Regions from separate parts of the Drosophila melanogaster genome. Here region 1 is linked to region 2. Evidence: chromatin contacts called from public Hi-C data. All regions are on one chromosome and are shown on one strand. Each heading gives the region's core, a stretch centred on a gene start, on an enhancer-like site or on the middle of the called end of the contact. The rest is flanking DNA. Distances are from core to core; before and after follow the strand shown. Region 1 holds the start of lncRNA:CR46090 (long non-coding RNA:CR46090). Region 2 holds the start of p53 (p53,).

What was found. Hi-C and Micro-C count contacts between places; a contact is called where the count stands out from the background.
Region 1: a contact with region 2 is called in a Hi-C map of the Kc167 cell line, with 2.6 times the contacts expected there. The contact joins the promoter of lncRNA:CR46090 here to the promoter of p53 in region 2. A contact is called at or near these places in 6 of 107 Hi-C or Micro-C datasets (the D17-c3 cell line, the Kc167 cell line, eye imaginal disc and 1 more) and 1 of 6 datasets of contacts at active chromatin or transcription factors (the Kc167 cell line).

Annotation. Positions count from the first base shown.
Region 1 is chr3R:23,332,144-23,335,647 of dm6, reverse strand. lncRNA:CR46090 (long non-coding RNA:CR46090) reads left to right here and starts at 1,845. Exons shown (of 1, transcript NR_133438.1): 1 at 1,845-2,144. All of the region lies in intron 3 of pnt (pointed), which reads left to right.
Region 2 is chr3R:23,052,017-23,055,538 of dm6, reverse strand. It overlaps p53 (p53,), which reads left to right and starts at 1,457. Exons shown (of 9, transcript NM_206544.2): 1 at 1,457-1,574; 2 at 1,634-1,957; 3 at 2,340-2,420; 4 at 2,491-2,527; 5 at 2,591-2,617. The coding sequence starts at 1,531. It overlaps Gr94a (Gustatory receptor 94a), which reads right to left. Exons shown (of 1, transcript NM_170046.1): 1 at 2,636-3,522. The coding sequence ends at 2,636. It overlaps Ctns (Cystinosin), which reads left to right. Exons shown (of 8, transcript NM_176543.2): 5 at 1-176; 6 at 363-651; 7 at 708-810; 8 at 911-1,129. The coding sequence ends at 1,016. It also overlaps asRNA:CR46089.

The DNA of each region.
Region 1 (3,504 bases), core at 596-3,095, 280 kb before region 2:
TACTTGGCTAAACAGACGTAATATTTTGGGTAATTAATTTGGCAGTTAAATTTAAGTTTCTGGGAAGGTCCACCCCATTGGGCCTATATATAGTGGCACATACAGCCCTACATCTCGGTACATGTATTTAGACATATTTACAATTCATACACACATACAAATGTACATATGTATGTGGGACCCAGGCGAATCCCTTAGCGAAAACAACTGGCAGCCTGAACTTTTCGCTCGTCGCTAGAAGATCGCGGCCATAAAATGGCAACAGAAACAAAAAATAAATATAAAATCACAAAAACTAAAACAGAAACAGAAAGGCGAAAAAAACGGGGGGGAAAAAACATGCAAAAACGGCGACAACTGCGCAGATGCTGAATGGAAAATGGGGATGGCACATAAAAAAGGGGAACATCGCGGGCCAGAAGAAGCAGAAAAGATCGGGAGCCAGGCACGTAAATTTAGTTTACATTATGCGCACGAAAGATACACTTGGCATAAGGGTCGCCCTGAAATCTAAATGTACTTAAAATGCATAAAACCTTGGGAAATCGTTTATTAAAAATATAATAACGTAATCATATTGTACGTTTAAAACCATTTCGGACTCCTGCAATTGGAATGACTAAAACAGTGCAAAAACAATTTTTTCTTAGCAGAAATAAAAAAAATCCTTTTTTTGCAAGTGTATGCAAAAGGCTGCCCTTATTTTAATTATACGCGCACACAGATACAAAAGTACACTCACGCACGCACACTCACACGCCGTAATCATCTCTCATTAATCATAAACTTTGAAAATAACAAGAAACAAAACGAAACGAAATGAACCAAACGAAACAATAAATAAAGCAAATTATATTTTCGCTTATTAAATATGTGCGCTATGATTTGTATAAAAAGTAGAAAAAATATACAAATTCTCTTCACAAGGAGAGTGGGAGAGTGAGAGATCGGGAGAGCCTAACGTTGACGCTGGCAGCGACGTTGACTGCGCGAGCCCCACAACTTTCATTCATTTTGCTGCTCATTTCATTCATCCCCGCGCTGTCGACGTCGCTGCCGGCGCCGCTGCTCCCCAGCGCTCTCCCGCTCTCAAATTGGGGCTCCCGCTCTCCAAGAAACACGTTCGTTTTCATTCATACTCGCCAGGCAGCAAAAAACAACAAAACTAGTTGGTTCTCGAATAATAAAACGAAGAAAAAAAAACAAAACGCAAAGACAACCAAAAAAGAATTAAAATGCAGTTGATGAATGGGGGAATGGAAATGGAATTGGGAATGGGAGTGGGGATAAGAGCCAGCGACGAGTGGATCTTGTTGCCGCTGTCTCCCCTTCTTCCACGGCCATTTGTTGTTGTTGTGGTTGCTTCCTCTGTCATTGGGGCTTGATGTTTGTTTCCTTCCTTTTTTGCGTGTGCCTGCATTGCCCCGTCGCCCCCTCCCCTCCTCCACTCCACCAGTGCTCCTCTTCCTTCTTCCTCTTCTTCTAGGCTTGTTCCTGCAAACCGGCTCTTACTCTTCTTCTTGTTCTCCGGCTTTGTCTTTGGGGCTCCTCTTTTATCGCTGCTCCAGCTTCTCATCTTCTTCTTCTTCTGTCGCTGCCCGTGGGCGCGTCGACTTTGGCTCGAAATCCAACTGCAGTCGTCGTTGCCTTTTTATACCCTGCAGTGTAGTGTAGGGTATTATGGTTTAGTTGGGATTTTGCAACCAAGTCGCTGAAATTCTAAAAAATCTTGAAAACTAACCTTAACTATACTTTTAAGAATGTTTAAACCAAATTCGTATTGAACAAAAGCCTTTGTTTTTCGAAAAATCTAATTGCCAATCTACTATTTTGTTAAATGTTTTAATACCAGCAAGGGTATCTTAACTTCAACTACAAAATGTTCTTCGCCATCCCAGTTTTGTTTTCATTGTTTTTGTGTATTTGCTTTGATTTTTAGCTGTTTGCTCTTGGACCAACTACTTATTTATTCATAATTTGAACTCCCCCCCTTCCCACCATTCCAGGCACCACCCCCTTCCAGACCCCACTCCAACACTCCACTCCACTCCCCTCCTCTTCGCCAACACTCCACGCACAATTTGTGGGCAGCTGCTGCATGTGGAAAAATGGAAAACTGGAAAACGAGTTGCCAACACACACTTGCTCGTGTTTCTGATTTTAAGTTTTTGTTTTAATTTCAGTTTTTTGTTACCTTTCAAATTTCTTGTTCACAGATCTTTTTTCCCGTCTTCTGTGGTTGTCGTTGGTGTTTTTTTTTTGGGGTTTTGGTTTTTTGTTTTTTTAGTTCGTGGAACTGCTGCGTTAACAACTTATGTTGTTGGTGTTGCGGTTGTGCTGCTTCTACAATTTTTCATTCATTCATATTCAGAGGTACATACATACATATATGTACATGTGTGTGTGTGAGTGTGTGTGGATTTGTGCGTTTGTAGTGGGCTATATCGCCTGCTTTATATTTCATATGCACGCCACTTTGTACTCACTTACTATTTGTGATTTTCGTTTTGTTTGCTTATTTTACTTGCCTTTTTATTAATACTTTTTTTTTTTATTTTCCTCTGTCTTGCCTTTTGTCGGGTTTTCGCCTGATTCTGCTTTATTCATTCATAAATTTTGATAGCCCGACGTTGATTTTTGTTGTTGTTTCGCCTGGAATTAATCGCGCGAGAACTTTTTTGATTCATTTGAATTGAGGCCTTTATGACGGTATAATTCGGTGCATTATGGCATTCGTTTTAGCACCAATGATATTTCCATATTTTTTTTTCAATTTTATGCAGCTAATGCTTGGGTAATTAGTATTCGAACTTATTGCTGATTTATGAATGCAAAATTATGAATAAAGTTAGGCTGAGTGTTAAAATTATGCCATTTATTAGTATGGTAATACGAAAAAATTACAATTTTACAATTCAAGTTGTAAATTAAGTCTAGTACATGTACATGTGCCTAATTTCTCTCTGTGTATATATTCAAATATGTAAATAGCTTACAAAAGACATAGAGACTTTATCTAATCACGTTCCCTCAACGTTTCTATTTCCATACCCATTCATTCACGGCGAAAACAATGTTATCAAAACAAAAGCGCGTTCCTCTCTTTCTATTTACACACATATGTATGTACATAAATGTACCCATTTTTTTCTGGCTGTGTAGAACGGATGTGTCTAAATTGAGTGCATCCCATGGACAAATTAGCAGCATTTATTGTAATAGTTGTAGTTGTTGCTTCTTGGGATTTTCCGAGCCGCTATAAAGCCCAGTCCATGGCTAATCAGCACGCTCCGAAATGTTGTAATGCCGCAGAGAAAGGGCGAGCATAAAAAAAGAAGCAGCAGCAGAAGAGTTAATATAGCCATAAACAACTGACCCAGCACAATAATCAGGGTGACAAAACTTATCAGGCAACCCTCTCACGCGTGCGACCTTCAGCAATTTGAACTTTACCAAACGCAAAACTCACTTTCCAATGCTCCAAACAACTTGGAGCTCAAGAAA
Region 2 (3,522 bases), core at 208-2,707:
GCTTCACCCTGTACAGCATGTTCAACTGCGGCCTCTATTTCATCGAGGATCTGCAGAACGAGTACGAGGTGCGATATCCGCTGGGAGTGAATCCTGTGATGCTCAACGACGTGGTCTTCTCACTGCATGCCATGTTCGCCACCTGCATTACGATCCTTCAGTGCTTTTTCTATCAGGTAATAATATATATAGCAAATACCATTCAATAGCCTTATCGCCGAAGTGGCAACAGTTGTCGCATTGAACACTAATTGCCATCAATCAAAATGCCAAATCATTTGAATCACAGCGGATAGTTACGATATGAAGAGTAGATAAGGTTTTGACTTGTAAAACATCCATACTTTGTTAAATTTGTCCAGAGAGCACAGCAAAGGGTGTCGTTCATTGCCTACGGAATATTGGCCATCTTCGCCGTGGTGGTCGTCGTGTCTGCCGGTTTGGCCGGAGGATCCGTCATCCATTGGCTGGACTTTCTGTACTACTGCAGTTACGTCAAGCTAACCATTACCATCATCAAGTACGTGCCGCAAGCTCTGATGAACTATCGCCGGAAGAGCACCTCCGGCTGGAGCATCGGCAACATTCTGCTGGATTTCACGGGAGGAACGCTGAGCATGCTGCAAATGATTCTGAATGCTCATAATTACGGTAGGATATAGTCTATCAATTTGTGATTTTCGAATGAAATCGTGTCTGGTTTCCAGATGATTGGGTGTCGATTTTCGGTGATCCCACCAAATTCGGACTGGGTCTGTTTTCCGTGCTCTTCGATGTGTTCTTCATGCTGCAGCACTATGTGTTTTACAGGTGATTGAAACATTGTGTGAATATGATACTTAATCTACGATTATGTCATCTCCACTGTACACTTATCATTATTGCTGTGCTGTTTTCCATTTCTCCCCAGGCATTCGAGGGAATCCTCGAGCTCTGACCTCACCACCGTGACCGATGTTCAAAATCGAACAAATGAGTCGCCGCCGCCGAGCGAAGTGACGACTGAGAAATATTAGAGCTGCATTATCATATGTCTGCTGTAGAGAAAGACTTTTGTGCCAGTAGCGCTTTATGTACATTTTTAGAATTGTAAATATATCCGTATGCCGTAGCTGCCTAAGCTTTGTATAATTCGTGCGTTTTAATTGAAATTTAGTTTGACTAAAATTTGGAATTTCACCATTAAATAAAACTTAATTTTTTGTAGGAGCCAGAAATCATACGGTACATTGCTCGACCATTCAAAGGGCTGTGCAGTGAAACCAATTTGCTGCATACGGCGCGTTATTTGCAAACTAATAAATAGATTGAAGTATTGAAAAAATTTCAAAACAGAAATTCTAACTTGCCGCACAATGGGCAGCACTGTTCGCACTCGGCCAAATCCTTATCGATAGCTTATCGATAGCCATGGATATATGACATTAAGTTAGCCAATTTCCGGTTAGTTGACATCCCTGGAGCACGGAAGATTCTTGCGGACACAAATCGCAACTGCTAAATAAAATTTATTTATTTGAGTGCACAGCCATGAGTCTTCACAAGTCCGCGTCGTTTAGCTTGACTTTTAACCAGTGAGCGGAGATATTTTATTCGGTCTTACCCAACAAAATAATGTTGCGCCTTTTTGCAGAAACACTTCGATTGTTTCGCGTAGCAATAGTCGCACAATTTTTGAAGCTTTCAAGGAGTTCCTGGATTTTTGGGATATCGGCAACGAAGTTTCTGCAGAGTCAGCAGTTCGGGTCTCCAGCAACGGAGCTTTCAACTTGCCGCAGAGTTTTGGCAACGAATCCAACGAATATGCCCACCTGGCTACGCCTGTGGATCCAGCCTACGGAGGCAACAACACGAACAACATGATGCAGTTCACGAACAATCTGGAAATTTTGGCCAACAATAATTCCGATGGCAATAACAAAATTAATGCATGCAACAAATTCGTCTGCCACAAGGGGTGAGCAAATTCAAAACACGCGCTCCAATCGATAAACATTGGCTACGGCGATTGTTCGCGCTGCGTGGCGAATGGCAAAATCCAAATAGTCGGTGGCCACTACGATTCTGTAGTTTTTTGTTAGCGAATTTTTAATATTTAGCCTCCTTCCCCAACAAGATCGCTTGATCAGATATAGCCGACTAAGATGTATATATCACAGCCAATGTCGTGGCACAAAGAAAGGTACAGTGCGGCAACAAATTGATGATCGAACAGTAGAAACCTTGCATGTAGCAACACGCTTGTACTTGCATCATTCGCGCGGCCAACTTGTTTGTGTTTGTTTATCCAGCCAAGGCGCAGTTTGCCACTAAGTTTTTATTTCCCTTTTACACTTTAGCACTGATTCCGAGGATGACTCCACGGAGGTCGATATCAAGGAGGATATTCCGAAAACGGTGGAGGTATCGGGATCGGAATTGTGAGTACCTGGTCACGTGGTCACATGTGGTTTGCCTGGTTGCTAACTATTATTGTTTTTATTATTCCAGGACCACGGAACCCATGGCCTTCTTGCAGGGATTAAACGTGAGTTGTGCTTTTAATGTGCAAAGCTATAGCTTACTAACTATTTAATATTATTCCCCGCAGTCCGGGAATCTGATGCAGTTCAGCCAGGTGGGTAACATCGATTAGCTATTGCATCTTGAAGCGCTGGGACAGATCGGCCTGCACGAGGATCAGCAGGAAGCTGGCCACCGCCGAGAAGACATTGCTGATCAGTCGCATGTCCAGCTCGTACAAGCCCAAGGGTTTAATTTGGTACTTGGTCACCGTGACCAGCAGAGTAAAGCCGTGGACTGCCTGACGGTAGCGGCTGTCCGCATGCTGGAGATTCATCTCCTGGAGAATGACTGCCGATCTTCGGGTGGCCACCAATAGGTGGTTGCACAAATGCGTGAGCAATGTGATCTCCGCCAGCGAGATGGAGAGGAAAACCAGATTGATCAGCGATCCAAGACCATCGTACGGCTTGCCCATGATTAAGGTGTCCGCTATGGCATAGTACAGACTGTAGAAACCCACCGTTATTCCGAGCAGGTGGCATATGAGCGACAGAATCATGGACAAGGACATTGGGGTCAGATACTTTCCCGAATGCACATATATCAACCTATAGCGATACGCCAGCTGGTCGAGTTCATCCGCCAAGGCGCAAAATCGCTGCATGCGGTAGTATTTAGTGTACAACTTTAGCTGGTCCTTCCTCTGCAGCAGATTCACCTCCTGCAGCTGCGCTTCCAGCCGTCTGTTCAGAGCGTACAGAATCTCCTTCACCACCACCATTGCGCCAAAGTAGCAGTTATTGAGAAAATTCGAAATAATTAAGGGAAACAGCCGGTACAAGGTCCAGATCAAGCTCATCTCGGGATGCTGCCGCCTCTGTTGCAGTATGAAAGCCACTTCAATTGTTAGAGGAAAAGCCACGGTCTTGACCAGAGCCAAAACGATGGATATGTACAGCGACCTGCTGTCCAGACGGAATTCTTTTAGGGTATCAAAGAAGGGCACTTTGCTCAACA